Linked DNA regions of Sus scrofa: region 1 is linked to region 2. A link is a contact called in public Hi-C data. All regions are on one chromosome and are shown on one strand. Each heading gives the region's core, a stretch centred on a gene start, on an enhancer-like site or on the middle of the called end of the contact. The rest is flanking DNA. Distances are from core to core; before and after follow the strand shown.

What was found. A called contact is a pair of places that touch in the nucleus more often than the background predicts.
Region 1: a contact with region 2 is called in a Hi-C map of embryonic fibroblasts, with 2.4 times the contacts expected there. The contact joins the enhancer-like site here to the promoter of ADAMTS15 in region 2. A contact is called at or near these places in 4 of 47 Hi-C or Micro-C datasets (embryonic fibroblasts, fibroblasts, heart right ventricle and 1 more) and 1 of 2 datasets of contacts at active chromatin or transcription factors (skeletal muscle).

The regions. Positions count from the first base shown.
Region 1 is chr9:57,246,562-57,253,458 of Sscrofa11.1, forward strand. No RefSeq gene overlaps it. Among named protein-coding and RNA genes, the nearest start is that of ADAMTS15, 120 kb to the left of the region's middle. Within about 2 kb of position 4,875, at least 8 of the 83 cell types and tissues checked have an H3K27ac peak or open chromatin away from gene starts, as enhancers often do. A contact at or near this core is called in embryonic fibroblasts, where this site is marked.
Region 2 is chr9:57,123,247-57,130,424 of Sscrofa11.1, forward strand. ADAMTS15 (A disintegrin and metalloproteinase with thrombospondin motifs 15) reads left to right here and starts at 4,281. Exons shown (of 8, transcript XM_003130081.4): 1 at 4,281-5,565. The coding sequence starts at 4,609.

The sequences.
Region 1 (6,897 bases), core at 3,625-6,124, 120 kb after region 2:
ATCCTGCCATGTCCCCCTGGGACATGATACCGGGGTCGGGGAGGTAGCAATTTAAAAGGTTCCCAATTGGCTTTTCCTATTATGATAATTCTTATCCCATAAGCCAGAGATCCAATGTGGGGTTTAACTCCAACTGCCAAACATGCCCACCCCAATCCCCGGGGACTGCGTATGTCAAGTCTGTGGACACAAGGCGCCCACTGGGAGCTGTATTGCAGCCAGGGTTGTCTTTATTACCTGGCTCCAGAGGGTTTATGCTGACAGGGTTGCCATTATGATGCTTTGGGTCTCCGGATTTCAGTGTCACCTAGGACCCTCTCTCTGTTCATCTGTCCTGGAGAATTCTGGTTATTTCCCTTTCACGAGTCTGCTGGGTCCTTCCTCCTGGAAATCAGTCATCTCTCCAGGCAGTGGTTCCAGGCAACTCTGGGGCAAGTGATTTTATTTGAGGTGACTGTCTGCCTCCAAGGGTGACTTTTGGGAATTATAGATATTAATCAGCATCCTGGTGGCCTCTATTTCTTTGGCGCTCTGTCATTCCTGCGGCTATTAAGAAGCCCAGTTTTGTGATTGCCTTTCCCAATAGCAAATTTAACGGGAAATTATATATTTTATTTGCTAAATTTGGCAATCCTGGCCCCCTCTAATCTTCTTGGTGATTGGCGGCCTGGGGATGAGTGGTCTTTGGGTTCCATTGAATGGAACATAATGCCTCAGTGACCTTCCGGCCCCACACACTTTATTACCCATCCGAGCACGCCCATTCCTCTGCCCCTCTGTGCCTTCCTGTGCCAAACTCCAGAGCAACTGGAGCAGTTCCTGTTCTCTGAGTGGCCATTGCCTTTCCCTGGTCTTAGGAGCCATCTCTGCAGCTGTTTGCCCCATTCCCTGGGGGTCCTTTGTAGGATGTTAAATCCATTAATCTTTGCTCACCTAAGTCTTACCTCCTGACCGCTTTGTTTTTGTTTTTGTCTGTTCCTATGCACTGATATGAACATCCAAGAGTCCAATATTCTTTTTGTTTCCCTTAAAAAAATTAAGGTATAGTTGATTTACTATATTATATTAGTTTTAGGTGTACAGCATAGCAATTCAGAATGTTTATAGATACAACCCGGCTGCTTTGATCTAGTGCCTTCAAACTCAAGCCTGGGAGTCATCCCTTGGTGTCCTTGCCGTCCTCCCAGTGTAGTTTCTTTCTTTCCCTCATCAACACAGCATCTCCTCAGCTGAGTTCTTCAGGTTTTTTTTTTTTTTTTGCTTTTAAGGGCAGCACCCGTGTTATTTGGAGGTTCCCAGGCTAGGGATCCAATCAGAGCTATACTTTGTGTAATAAATTCTTATACTCTGGATTTTATATCGCTTGCCTATAGTAGTAGTATGTTATTTTTCCTGTTTATTATTTTATTTTATTTTACTTCACTTCACTTCACTTCACTTCACTTCACTTCATTTCATTTCATTTCATTTGCTATTTAGGGCTATACTCACAGCATATGGAGGTTCCCAGGCTAGGGGTCAAATCAGAGTTACAGCTCCTGGCCTACACCACAGCCATAGCAATGCAGGATCCCAGCCACGTCTGCAGCCTATACCACAGCGCACGGCAAGGCCGGGTCCTTAACGCACTGAGCGAGTCCAGGGACCAAACCAGAAACCTCATGGTTCCAAGTCAGATTTGTTTCTGCTGCACCATGGCAGGAACTCCTGTATTTTTCCTGTTTAAAACAATCTCTGTAGGGCAGAGAAGTGTATCTTTACCCATCCCATCTTCTCAGAACCAGCAGGGGCAGGGCGCCTGGCGGGAAGGCCTGGCTCATGTGCAGGGGTGGCAGGAGAGCTGCCACGCAGAGGGCAGCGTGGAGGAAGAGGAGGAGATGGGGCAGGAGCCTGGGGTCTGGTGCTGAGCTGACGTTGCCAGGCCGAGTCTGCATTATCTTTGGGAGCAGGGTTTTAGGGAGTGACGCCATCCAAGCCTTACAAGGAGGAAGCAAAACCAAAGACCGGGATGGTCAGCAAATCCGCCAGCCAAGCAGGGTCCTGGGTGAGGATGGGGGTAGGGGCTGGTGTTCCCCTCCAGGGGCACCTGCTTATCTTCCTGGGAGCAGCCTGTCCCTGTTATCCAGCTGAGGGGACTGAACCCCAAGGAGGGCAGGTAACTGACAAGAGGCCCCACAGCTAGTAATGGGCAGAGGGGGGATTGGACTCCATGCTGGCTGGGCTACAAAGCCCATGCACAACCCTACAGTGCCCCCCTTCCTCTCGCTTGGCCTGACAGTGGCTCGGGGTCAGGTGGAATTGCCTGCATCTTACTCTGCGAGCAGGTACTTCTCTCATCTTCTGTGATGCTGGCCCTGCCATGAGGATGGATATGGAAGGGATGCCAAGGTAGGTATGCATGACTTGGGAGGCAGGCAGCTCCTCCTGGCCTGCCATCCATCGGTCGTGGGCACCTGCCCTGCTCAAGAGAAAACTGTGGGGCAGCAGAGCAGTGTTTGAGTGGGGAACCTTCTCCAAGCATAGCCTCTGGGGTGTGTGGGCTTGGGAGTCAGAGCCCTGCGCTCCCTTTGCTTCTTTCTAACCCCATGGGCCTCAAAGTGGCATCAGGCAGACCTCTGTGCTTGGGCCCCAGCTCTGCCGGGTATCTGGATGGCTTCCGAGGAAAGGAAGGTGTTAACAGCCTTGTTCCCACTTCTGCCTCCATGAATCACAGTTTTGTTTTTCAATCTTGCACATTCCATGGATGAGCACCATTTCCTGAGTCTGACACAGACTCCATAGCAAGATTTGGCCAGGATCCTGCAAAAGAAAAAGAAAGAAGCAAAGAAAGAAAGGGAGGAAGGAAGGAAAGAAGAAAGGAAGAAGGAAAGAAAAGGAAGGAAGGAAGGAATGGCAGGAGCTGCAGGTGGCCTAGGCTCTGGACCATGACCCCTGGGCATGAGGGTTGCCATGCAGCCGCAGAGTCTTTGCAGAATTGGTGAAGAGCATGGCCATTTTTCAGTCTTCCTCTGGTAGTGTGCTGGCCAGGCCTGAGGTTGGGGTTGGTCCCAGGGTCTTACTTGTTTTGGTGAAGCCCTATGCTGTGATGGAGGCCTGCAGGGCCGCCTTCCTTTGCCGGGAGTTGGTGGGAAGCACCGATGTAATAATCCTGATTTATATCTCTAGCCAAGCCCTGAGCACAGCTCCAGTCCCTGACAAAAGTAATTCTCCCTTGGACAGAAACGGGTGGGAAATGGGCCAGTTTGCATCCATACTGTACATTCTTCTCCTTGACAGGACAGGGCTCTGTGAGTATTTCACCTTCATAATCTTGGCCACAGTCAGGGGTTTGCAGAGCTGTCTAAATCCAGTTTATCAGCAGGAAGAAATGCCCTCAGACTTAAGAAGTGGGAAGTAGGACTTGGCTCTGTTGGGCTGGTGATTTATGGAGGAGCAGAGGACTGGGAATGGATGGGGTCGGGGGGCGGCGGGGGGGAAACAAGGTCTGTGGGGCTCCTCTCACAACCTGTAAAAGCAGCAGCGTGTACTGTAACGAGATCGTGTTCCAAGATACATTTCCTTCTGCAAAGGATATGGCGTCTGGCATCTGTCACGTGGTAGGGACAGAGAAACTCTGTAGGGACTCAGCTGTCTTTGGGGTGTTTGGGAGGTGTGGGGTGGATCCCACTTGGGCCAGGGCTGCATCTAAAGGAGCTGTGGACTTGAGGTTTTGCATCTTGTCCCTTGGCTACCCCTCGGACCTGTGTGCCTGGATTCCCCCCACCTATGGGGCATTGTCCTTCTGTACTCCTGCAGCTTCTGAAAGGCCATTTTCTCCATAAATCATCTCAGACTGCTGTCCCTGTAGAGTGGCCTCTTTTCCACAAGGACCGCTTTAAGACATTATGTGGGCCTGTCAAATCAATGGTGTTCCTGCTTGTACATTTTGCCTTGCATCCTGTCTCTGTGACATCTGCTAGGGCACCCTCAACTTTGCAGGTAGCATCTCAAAGAATAACCAGTGTGGTTGAGGCCATGGGAGCTGGAGTCAGATTGCCTGGGCTGGCATCTCTGCTACTTAATAGTTGTGTGATTTCAATGACTTTTCCCCCATGCGTCAGTTTTCTCATCTGTAATGTGGTGGCAATAATTGTGCAATTAAACTCATTACTGGGAGAATTAAATGGAACTATGAACTTAGTATCTAGTATGTGGTTATTCATTACACAGTCTCATCAGAATGGTGATGGTGAGGATGGTGGTGGTGGAGAGGATGGTGGTGGTGGAGAGGATGATGATTTGGAGGGTGGTGAGGGTGATGGTGATGGTGATAATGTTGATAAGTCAAGCATGGCTTTATAATTACTAAAAAGTGCTATGAACGAATGACTTTTTTAAACTGCAAACCTTTTGGCAGGTTCTGTAACTAGGCTGTCTTTTGCTTTTTTTTTGTAGTTTTTCAGTAATCAGCACCAGAGCCTCCTCTTAGCTCTTCCCTGGGCATAGCGCAGTGAAGAGAGCATGAGCTTTGGAGTGGTACGAACCTGGAACTGAATGTGATCACGGCTAGATGTAATCCTTCTGAGCCTCAGTTTCCTCACATATGAAATGGAGCCATGATGGTCCCTTCACCCGATTATTGAGATGACAGATGTTGTTTGAGGTAACAGCCCACTGACTCTAGCGGAGACTCAGTGAGCATCCACGTGCTAGCTTCCTTCCCCCTCCCTCTGTCTTTCCCAAATCCTCTTTCTCTCTCAAGATCTGTTTGGGACCTAGCTTCTCCATAAATTATCCCCCAGATAAGTGGACTAAATCCCTGTCCTTACATGTTTACAGCCTCAGGTCTCTGAGTTGGAGATGCCAGGGCACTCTGACCAGCCAGGCTGGAATGCCATTGCTTGGGGTTTTGTAATCCTGAGGCTGATTTTCTTCAACTCAGAGAATTTGCCCAGAAGATGTAGATGTTATTTGCCTCTCAGACAGAAAAAAGACTCATAGAAGGTGGTTTTCTGTATCACCCACATTTGTGGCTCTGGGTCCTTGCACCAAGCCTGACAAACAGTGGACCCAAGTGATCGCTGAGTGAAGGGGGGAACTCAGAATGCCCCAGAGGGACAGGGGGCTCTTTACAGTTCATAGGGGACTCCCTCACAGCTCTGAGGGAGGCTGTCACCCAGCTCCAGCTCCATGGTTATGTCAGATGGGCTCAGGCCTCCAGAGTGTAGCTCTGTAAACAAGGGGGGGAAACCACAAGCTTTCTGATTAGCCTGTTCTGTTTGGATTGGCAGCACATTTCTAGCTGGAATTAGAGCCTCAGAAGTGAATGTCAGAATCATTCCATATGAGAGGAAGGCTTGCTGGCTCTGCCTCCAGCTTTGATGTGGAGCACATGGGCCTGGGGGTGTGACCTCCAGACAGGAGGGGAGAAGGGACCAGGGGAACTGCTTGCCTTTGGAACTTCCCAGGTCCTTCTCAGGTCATTCCCATTGGCTGGCCATTCTAACTTGCCCAGTGTGGCAGGAGTCAGGCATAGCATATTCTAACCTGGGCTTTGTTACTAGCTAGCTGTGTGACCTTAGACAAGTCACTTTACTTCCCTGGGCTGTAAAGTAAAGTGACAGCTAGTTTAGATGATCCCTTCTCATCATTCCGTGACATTTTCTGTTTTCTTACAGCTTTTGTTACCTCCTGGCAAGGGATCACGGACATTTCTTGTGTGCGTTGAAATGTCAGGAGATATTAAGAAATGGAGACATGGAGTTCCCATTGTGGCACAGTGAAAATGACTCCCGTAAGTATCCTCGAGGATGCGGGTTCGATCCCTGGTCTCACTCAGTGGGTCGGGGATCAGTGTTGCCATGAGCTGTTGTATAGGTTGCAAACTCAGCTCAGATCTTGTGTTGCTGTGGCCTAGACCACCAGCTGCAGCTCCGATTTGACCCCTAGCCTGGGAACTTCCATATGCCACAGGTGCAGCCCTAAAAAGCAAAAAAAGAAAGAAGGAAACGTAGACATGAACTGGCACTCAAGGCTTCTTTCCTGATTCTTGGCGCTGTAACTACTGCCTCCTCTGCTTTTGCCTGTCCTCTACCCTCTCCCAAAGATGACCTTCGTGGTGGTGACCCCAAGTGTGGAGGAAGCCCAGACATCCCTTCACCTGTAAGCCCTGGTTTTCTCCTCTGCGTGGAGATGCCGATGTCATCTCCCTCCCTTGCAGGCAATGAGGATTGAGCAGAGTCAGTGTGGGCTGTGCCTTGGAAAGCATCAAACGGCTCATAAACGTGAGGAGTTGTGATTATGGCACAGAGCTGGCCCTGCTGGGAAAAATGGGATGAATGGTGCTCTATCAGGTGACCCCTTTCCTCCCTGAAGATGCTTCAGGGCAAAGGATGCTTCTACTGCTGTTGGTCACTGGTCTGCCCTCTTTGCTGTTCCCTGTCTCTTCGAAGCAGAAACGCTGCCATCTGACTCTTTATTTCTTTGCACATTTTCCCACTAGAGCAGCAAAAGCGTTTTCCGTGTGATTTGGCTTATCCCGCTGGCCATGTGTGGCAGCATATCCATCTCTTAGAGGAGGAGTCTTTTCTCTCAGTCCCTGGAGCAGAGCAGTCCAGGATGTTGTGCGGGGAGCAGATGCCAGAGACTAGGGTCAGGATGGTGCTCTCTTTCCTGACCTGGGGAGAGTTGGAGGTCCTGAGAAAGGGGCACCGTTCCTGGGTTTTGTTTTCACTACATAGTAGTTGAGAGTCTGAAGGGAACATGGTCCAGCCTCCCTCTTGGACCTGAGAGTGAGGGTCTTGCCAGAAGTCATTGACCGGGCTGGTTAAAAGGTGCAGGTAGAGTTCCCATCGTGGCTTAGTGGTAACAAACCCAACTAGGATCCATGAAGACATGTGTTCAATCCCCAGCCTTGCC
Region 2 (7,178 bases), core at 3,031-5,530:
GAGATGGCGTGCTGAAGTAACAGCTTTGCAGCAGAAGGAGCCAAACCAATTAATGTAGCAAGAGTGAGGTCAAGAGGAATGCGTCTATGAGATAAGCAAAGCAGTTCTCTGGGCAGCCTTGGGCAGGGAACTTTCTCTCTTTGCACCTCAGTGGCCTCAACTCTGAAATGAGGGTACTGGGCTTGGGGATGAGGTCCCTCGGCCAATTCTCCATCAGAGAGGCAGAGGGTATTCATAATAGGAGCCCCACATTAGGCATTCCAGGTTCCCCTAGGAGACAGCCATACCTCCACCTTAGAGCTGAAGTGCCTCGTCCACTGAGAGTGATCAGGCTGAGGTTAGGGTCAGGCCCATCCACTCACTCAACTCCATATTCATGGGAGCTCCTATTTGCCAAGCATGGGGCCAGGCCCCGGGAGGTAACAGTTCATGAGACAGAGGAGGTCCCACATTCTAGCTGGAGGGTGCGGGGCAGGCGGCCAATAAAGAAGTACAGATCTAGGTGAGCAAAATAGGTGTAGATGCAGGTAACTGGGGAGGAGAAGGGGAGAAAGTAAAACACAGACTCATAATCTCAACTTTGGGTTTGTTAAGTTGGGTGGCCTAGGGACGCTTCTCTGAAGGGTGGCCCTTGGGCCGAGACCAGAAGGGCAGGAAGAGGTCAGTCTGGTGGTTGAGGGCAGAAAGCCAAGCTGAGGTGTTCAGATCTGACAACTTGGGCCAGGCCTCCAATCTTTCTTTGGAGGAAGAGTTGTTGTCTATTTTCCTAAGATCTTAAGATCCTGAGGACAGGGAGAAGCAAGAGTCCTGATGCAGTGTCCTGATGTGGAAGCAGGACCACCAGGGTGACATTGGAGCCCCTGAGCAGAGCTGGGAGAGAGTTGCCCCACCAGCTTTCCTCCTTTCCCACTGGAAACACCAGAACCGTCTCAAGATGATGATGCAATCATCCTGGAGTGTCAAGTAAGCCTTGGTAGGAATAATAATAATAGCTAATAAGAATATGACCAGCAGTTCTAGGTAACATTTGAGAAAGATTTTTTTTTTTTAACCTACCAAACACTCCTGAGCACTTTTTAAAGCATTCACTTCTTTAATCCTTATAATAAGTTTAGGACATGGGTAATATTATTATGCTGATCTTAATAACGAAGAAGCTGAGGCTTGAGAAGGTGCAGTAACTTACCCAAAATTGCACATCAAGGATCAGCTGGAGTCAAGATGAAGATCTGGGTCCCCTGCGCCTGGTTCTTTTTTTTTTTTTTTTTTTTTTTTTTTCTTTTTAGGGCTGCACTGTGGCATATGGAAGTTCCCAAGCTAGGGGTCAAATTGGAGCTGCAGCTGCCAGCCCATGCCCCAGCCACAGTAACGTAGGATCTGAGCCATGTCTGTGACCTACACCACAGCTCATGGCAACACCCTATCCTTAACCCACTGAGTGAGCCCAGGGATCGAAACCACGTCCTCATGGATACTAGTCAGATTCATTTCCGCTGGGCCACAATAAGAACTCCGAGCCTAGGCTCTTAATATCATGCTCGGTTGCCTTTCACAGGCCACAGACAGTTATGCTGTATTTGACCTGGAAGTAATCTTAGATATTATCTAGCCCAGAGATTTCTGATGCAGCCTTCTGACCCAAGACCTCTGACGGAGGGTAATTCCTCTTCTTTTGGCAGATGAGAAAATGAGAGAATCAGATCAGTGATTGGAAAGGAGGGCACACTCAGAGCCCTCCCAGCTTCTACTCAAATCTTCTCTCTGCTCTACCCCAGAATTTCCCCAAGGGCCTCAGTTCCTGCTGAGGAATCCCTGGCAAAGTGACTGGACAGAGCTGCAGCTTCCCGAGGAGAGAGGTGAGTGTTAAATAAGGTGAGACACACAAAGCTCCCCGGAGCCGTACTTTGCACAGAGTAGGAGCGCGAAGGCAGGCGAGTGCCTTTGAAAAAGGTCAAGTGGCCTGCTTCTGTGCTGGGGGGTAGGAACAGTTGGGGTGATTGGGGGAGGGGAAGTGAGGCACACAGGCAGGGAGGTGCTTCTTCTCCTGGGCCTGCCATCGTGAGTGACATGCCCCAGCCCTTACCAAATGCCGCTGTGGATCCCTGTGAAAGTAAAATGTCATTAGAAACCGTGTAACTCCCCATTAAAACTGCTGGGTGTAGGAAAACAATTGCATGCCCTAAATAAGTGACTTATGATTGCCCTTGGTTGTCTGAGTTTCTCTTTAATTATAGGCCCTCTTTAAACACTCAAACACAGAAAGCCTTTGTAAACGTGAATGCTCTCTCTCACAGCCCTCCATATGCACACTTCCCCTTTCATTTAGAGCATAAACACCATTTCTTACTCATTCACATAATGAATTTCAGCCCCATGCCTCTCAGTTGAAGAGGGGCCCCAGGAGAGCCGCGGGCATCTGGGCACTCTTCCTGTTCCAAGGCCCCCGGGGGCTCTCCCAGATAGGATCCTTCATGGGGAGAGGATAATGGGCAGAATGTGCTCTCGAGATGAGATGGATCAGCCCCAGCTTTCTCTTCCCTTCAACAACAGCATTGTTGACTGGAGCAGCCACTTTCTTAAGCAAATTCCAAACTTCTTCCACTACCCCCTTCTTAGGCTTCAAATCATCCCATTCTCTCCCCTCCTGGCCCCTCCTCTTGCCAACTCAACCCAGAGCACTTTGGTTCTGCAAAGATTTTCCAGGTATCAGGAGAGACCAGGAATGCCTTTCTCCCTTTACTTGCCTTCTTCCTTGTCAGAAGAAAGAAGGTGATTTTTTTTGTCTTTTTGCCATTTCTTGGGCTGCTCCCATGGCACATGGAGATTCCCAGGCTAGAGGTCCAATCGGAGCTGTACCGCCAGCCTACGCCAGAACCATGGCAACGCGGGATCCGAGCCGCGTCTGCAGCCTACACCACAGCTCACTGCAATGCCGGATGCTTAACCCACTGAGCAAGGCCAGGGATCGAACCAGCAACCTCATGGTTCCTAGACAGATTCGCTAACCACTGAGCCACAACGGGAACTCCAAGAAGGTGATTTTTATGGAGAGCTAGGGAGGACCTCAAGGTCCAGAGCCTGGAACAGGGCTCTTCAGACCCCCTCAGATGAAATGGGAACCCTTGGCCTGATGGTCTCGTCCCACCTATGCACACCCAGCCTCCCACCCCAGTGTCCTCCATATACTTGGTCAAGGGTCAAATGAAAGAATGTCAGGGAGGAAGGATTTTTTCTGGATGATTACTTTTTTACTGTCCACAGTGCTTCGGCCCCTCCCTGGTGGGAAGACCATCTCTTTCCCCACAGCACCCCAGGCACTGATGGTCAGTGCTGGACACAGTCCCCCCCCCAAGCCCTGAGTGGCACTGTTTGCCCATGTCAGTGGTATAAACATTCCCACAGGACCTGTTCCAAGCTCCTGTCCTGCCGCCCCTGCCCTGGGAGATGGGGAAGGCCACACACTCAATCCTACCATCCACTCCCGCACCTCTGCTCTCCTTCCTGGTGCTGGCCGCTGTCCTGGAGGGCTAGTGGTTCCCAAGGTGTAAGAGCTCAGGTAATTATGCTCAAATAATTAGGAAGTGATGGAGTTTATTACTAAGCATAGGTTATAACTATACATCCATATAATTAAAAATTTTAATAATGACTGTGTTTAATAGCTGACAGGCAAAGTTCTTGAAAATTAACCATTTGCACCAGCCCATCCAGCACACCCTTGCCCCCAGGGCGGACTGTGGGTCTGGGCAGCCGTACCTTCCAGAAGGTCTCTCCATGTGCCCAGCAATGTGCCCTTCTGGCAGCAGGAGCACATTTACAGGGAGTCCTTGGTTCTGGGACTTTTAGGGGACACTGCGATGAGGAAAGAGCAGGGATATTGTAATAGAAGGGATAAGGGGGTTCAATGGCAGTCTTCATTTCCAACTTCTGAGCCCTACTGCCTTGAGCTAAAGGCTGAGGCCCAGGGAGCGGCCAGATGTGGGTCCCGGCTGATGTGTGGGGCATGGGGCGGAGGGGAGGTGCGGAGGAGGCATAGCTTGAAAGCACAACGTGAATCCAGACTCCAGAGCTAGTTTCTCCGGCCAGCCCACGCCTCCCGCCTCAGTTCAACGCCACTCCCTCCCCGCCAAGTGGCTCTCAGCTCTGGAGGCGGGACCGAGTTCTTCGGTGGCCCCAGGAGGCTGCAAGCTTTGGGAGGCTGGGAGGGGAGAGAGGGAGGGCGCTGACTGGGCAGTCCAAAGAGGAGGGGGCCTTTAATAGGCTCGCCGCGCCTGGTTTGCGGCGCTGCGAGTGGCTGCGGTTCGGAGAAGCGGCCCGGCACCTCCCTCTAGTTCTCGGCTGCAAATCTTCGTCTTTGCACTTGACAGCGATTGTACTTAAGCTCCCAGGGCGCGCTTTGCCTGGAAAGGCACAGGTAGGCGGCGCGGGCAGCCCGGTGCGCGCTCACTGCCCTGGGAGGATCCTCCCTCCCTGGGCTCTCCTTTCTGGGAGCTGCGGGCGGCCCCGGGAGTCGGTGGTTCTGGCGTGCGGGCTTCAGGAAGACGGTGCCGGCTGCCGGGGAGCCGAGTCGAGCCCTTCCGAGAGCGCGGCTCTGCGCTGCCCGGCGCCATGCTTCTGCTGGGCATCTTAACGCTGGCTCTCGCCGGGGCACCGGCTGGCGGCTCAGAGCCAGAGCGGGAGGTGGTGGTCCCCATCCGACTGGACCCGGATATCAACGGCCGCCGCTATTACCGGCGGGGTCCCGAGGACTCAGAGGATCAGGGACTCATTTTTCAGATCACAGCATTTCAGGAGGATTTCTACCTACACCTGACGCCAGATGCTCAGTTCCTGGCACCCGCTTTCGCCACAGAGCATCTGGGCGTCCCCCTCCAGGGACTCATCGAGAGCTCCCCGGACTTGCGACGTTGTTTCTACTCTGGAGACGTGAACGCGGAGCCAGACTCTTTTGCTGCTGTGAGCCTGTGCGGGGGGATACGCGGAGCCTTCGGATACCGAGGCGCTGAGTATGTCATTAGCCCGTTGCCCAATGCCAGCGCGCCGACGGCGCAGCGCAACAGTCAGGGCGCACACCTCCTCCAGCGCCGGGCCGCCCCCGGCGGGCCTCCTGGAGATCCTACCTCTCGCTGTGGGGTGGCCTCAGGCTGGAACCCCGCCATTCTGCGGGCCCTGGACGCTTACAAGCCTCCGCGGATAGGCTTAGGGGAAGATCGCAGCCGGCGCAGGTCCGGGCGCGCCAAGCGCTTCGTGTCTATCCCGCGATACGTGGAGACGCTGGTGGTGGCAGACGAGTCCATGGTCAAGTTCCACGGCGCGGACTTGGAGCATTATCTGCTGACGCTGTTGGCCACGGCGGCGCGACTCTACCGCCATCCCAGCATCCTCAACCCCATCAACATCGTCGTGGTCAAGGTGCTGCTTCTTGGAGACCGCGACACAGGGCCCAAGGTCACGGGCAACGCGGCCTTGACGCTGCGCAACTTCTGCGCGTGGCAGAAGAAGCTGAACAAAGTGAGTGACAAGCATCCTGAGTACTGGGACACCGCCATCCTCTTCACCAGGCAGGTGAGTTGATCTGTCACCTCTTTGGACCCAGATAGCCCCCATTCTATTGGGGTCACCGCCCTTAGCTCTCCAAATGCCCTTTGTGCCGCGCAATGTTTAAATTTCGTTGATCTCTTCCGACTGCCACTTTGGATCTTCCGGATGCACGTGGGCGGGCAGAGGAACGCCTGCTCCTTCGGAAGGTGTTGGCCCGGCCCGGCCAATGAACGCCTCCAGGATCAGGCGCGGAGGGGCAGGAACCCAGGAAGTTGCCGCCCCGGAGCCGCAGTTTGTCTCCAAGACAAATAGGAGGCGCTCTGAGGATGGTGTTGGAGAGGTCCGCCCCTACTGCGAGGGGCGTCTAAGTCTTTTCGGATACCTTCTTCGGAGGCTTCCTTTTTCTGCTTATGAAACTGGAAGTTCAGTGCCTGCTTCTTTTCTCATGAGTAACAGTTGTTATCCTGGCCCTGTCCTGTGCTGGGAAACCCGAATTGGGATAGTGGGACTCATCTGGGATTTTTCGTGGGTTGCAGTGAAAGGACACACTCAGTACAGGGAGCATCCCCTTCTTCCTTGACGCTTCTCCTACACCCCTCTGTGCTGGGCTTGTCTCCTCTTTGAGGGGCTTCTGGTCCATTCAGAGCAGGCACGCTATGTTAGTGTACCTGTTTGAAGCTTGGAGTTTCAAGTAGAGCTTCCCTTGGAGTTGAGTTGAAAACATCTCTTTCAATCTTCCCATATCCCTGTTGGCCGAGGGTGATGTATACTACCTGGTGGCAGAGCAGGCAGGGCTGCTCCCGACTTAGACTTGCTGAAACCTCCTGTGACTGCACTTGACCGCAGGCCTCCAGATTCTGCCCCTGGCGGCATGGAAGTGGAGTGAGTTCAGGGGAGAGCATCTGCAGATCCCAGCTGCAGGGCTGGAAAGATGTTGAGTCTTGGGATTAAAAAGACAGATCAGAAAAGCAGCTCTGCCTTTTGCTACAGCCCTATTGAAAGTTTAGATTCGTAGATCTTGGAGTGATTGGGTGCTGTGTTTTTGAGTTCTGAAATTTCTCAGATACAGGAGCTGGGAGGAAAAGGGGCATCTGTGTGTCCTGCTTCTTCTGATTTGGGGGCTGTGGCTTGGGTCTGTGCCAAGCTCTTATTTTGTTAACATCAGAACCACAGCATTCTGGTGATGGCACTGAATCCTTGGGTACCTGTGGCGCCCTGACCCTCCTCTGTATCCAGATGGACTGGTGCACATGGAGCTGGAGCTGCAGTCTTCCACATTAACCCATTTGGCACAGCTGGCCTCTTCCTGGAGCTGAACTTCCTCCTTTCCCAGCCTTCTCCTCCCACCACCTGGCTCCTCTCGGGAGGTCTTTGGCCTGAGTACGTTTCCGTGCATGCTCATTCTTCCAACTGAGGTCTGTAGAGCTGTCACTGCCCCGCCCCTACAAGCACTGCTTGAGTCATGGGGAAGCTACAAAGGAGGTGGCTTCAACCTCTGCACACAGACCAACTCGGCAGTCAGATGGCTGGGAAAAAAAAGCAAAGGCCGAGAACAGGCTCTCTTAATGGGCAAAGCAGCTGCTGCCCCATCTGCCACCTCGGATGGCCTGTGGGGTCACTCCCTGGTCTGAGGTAAC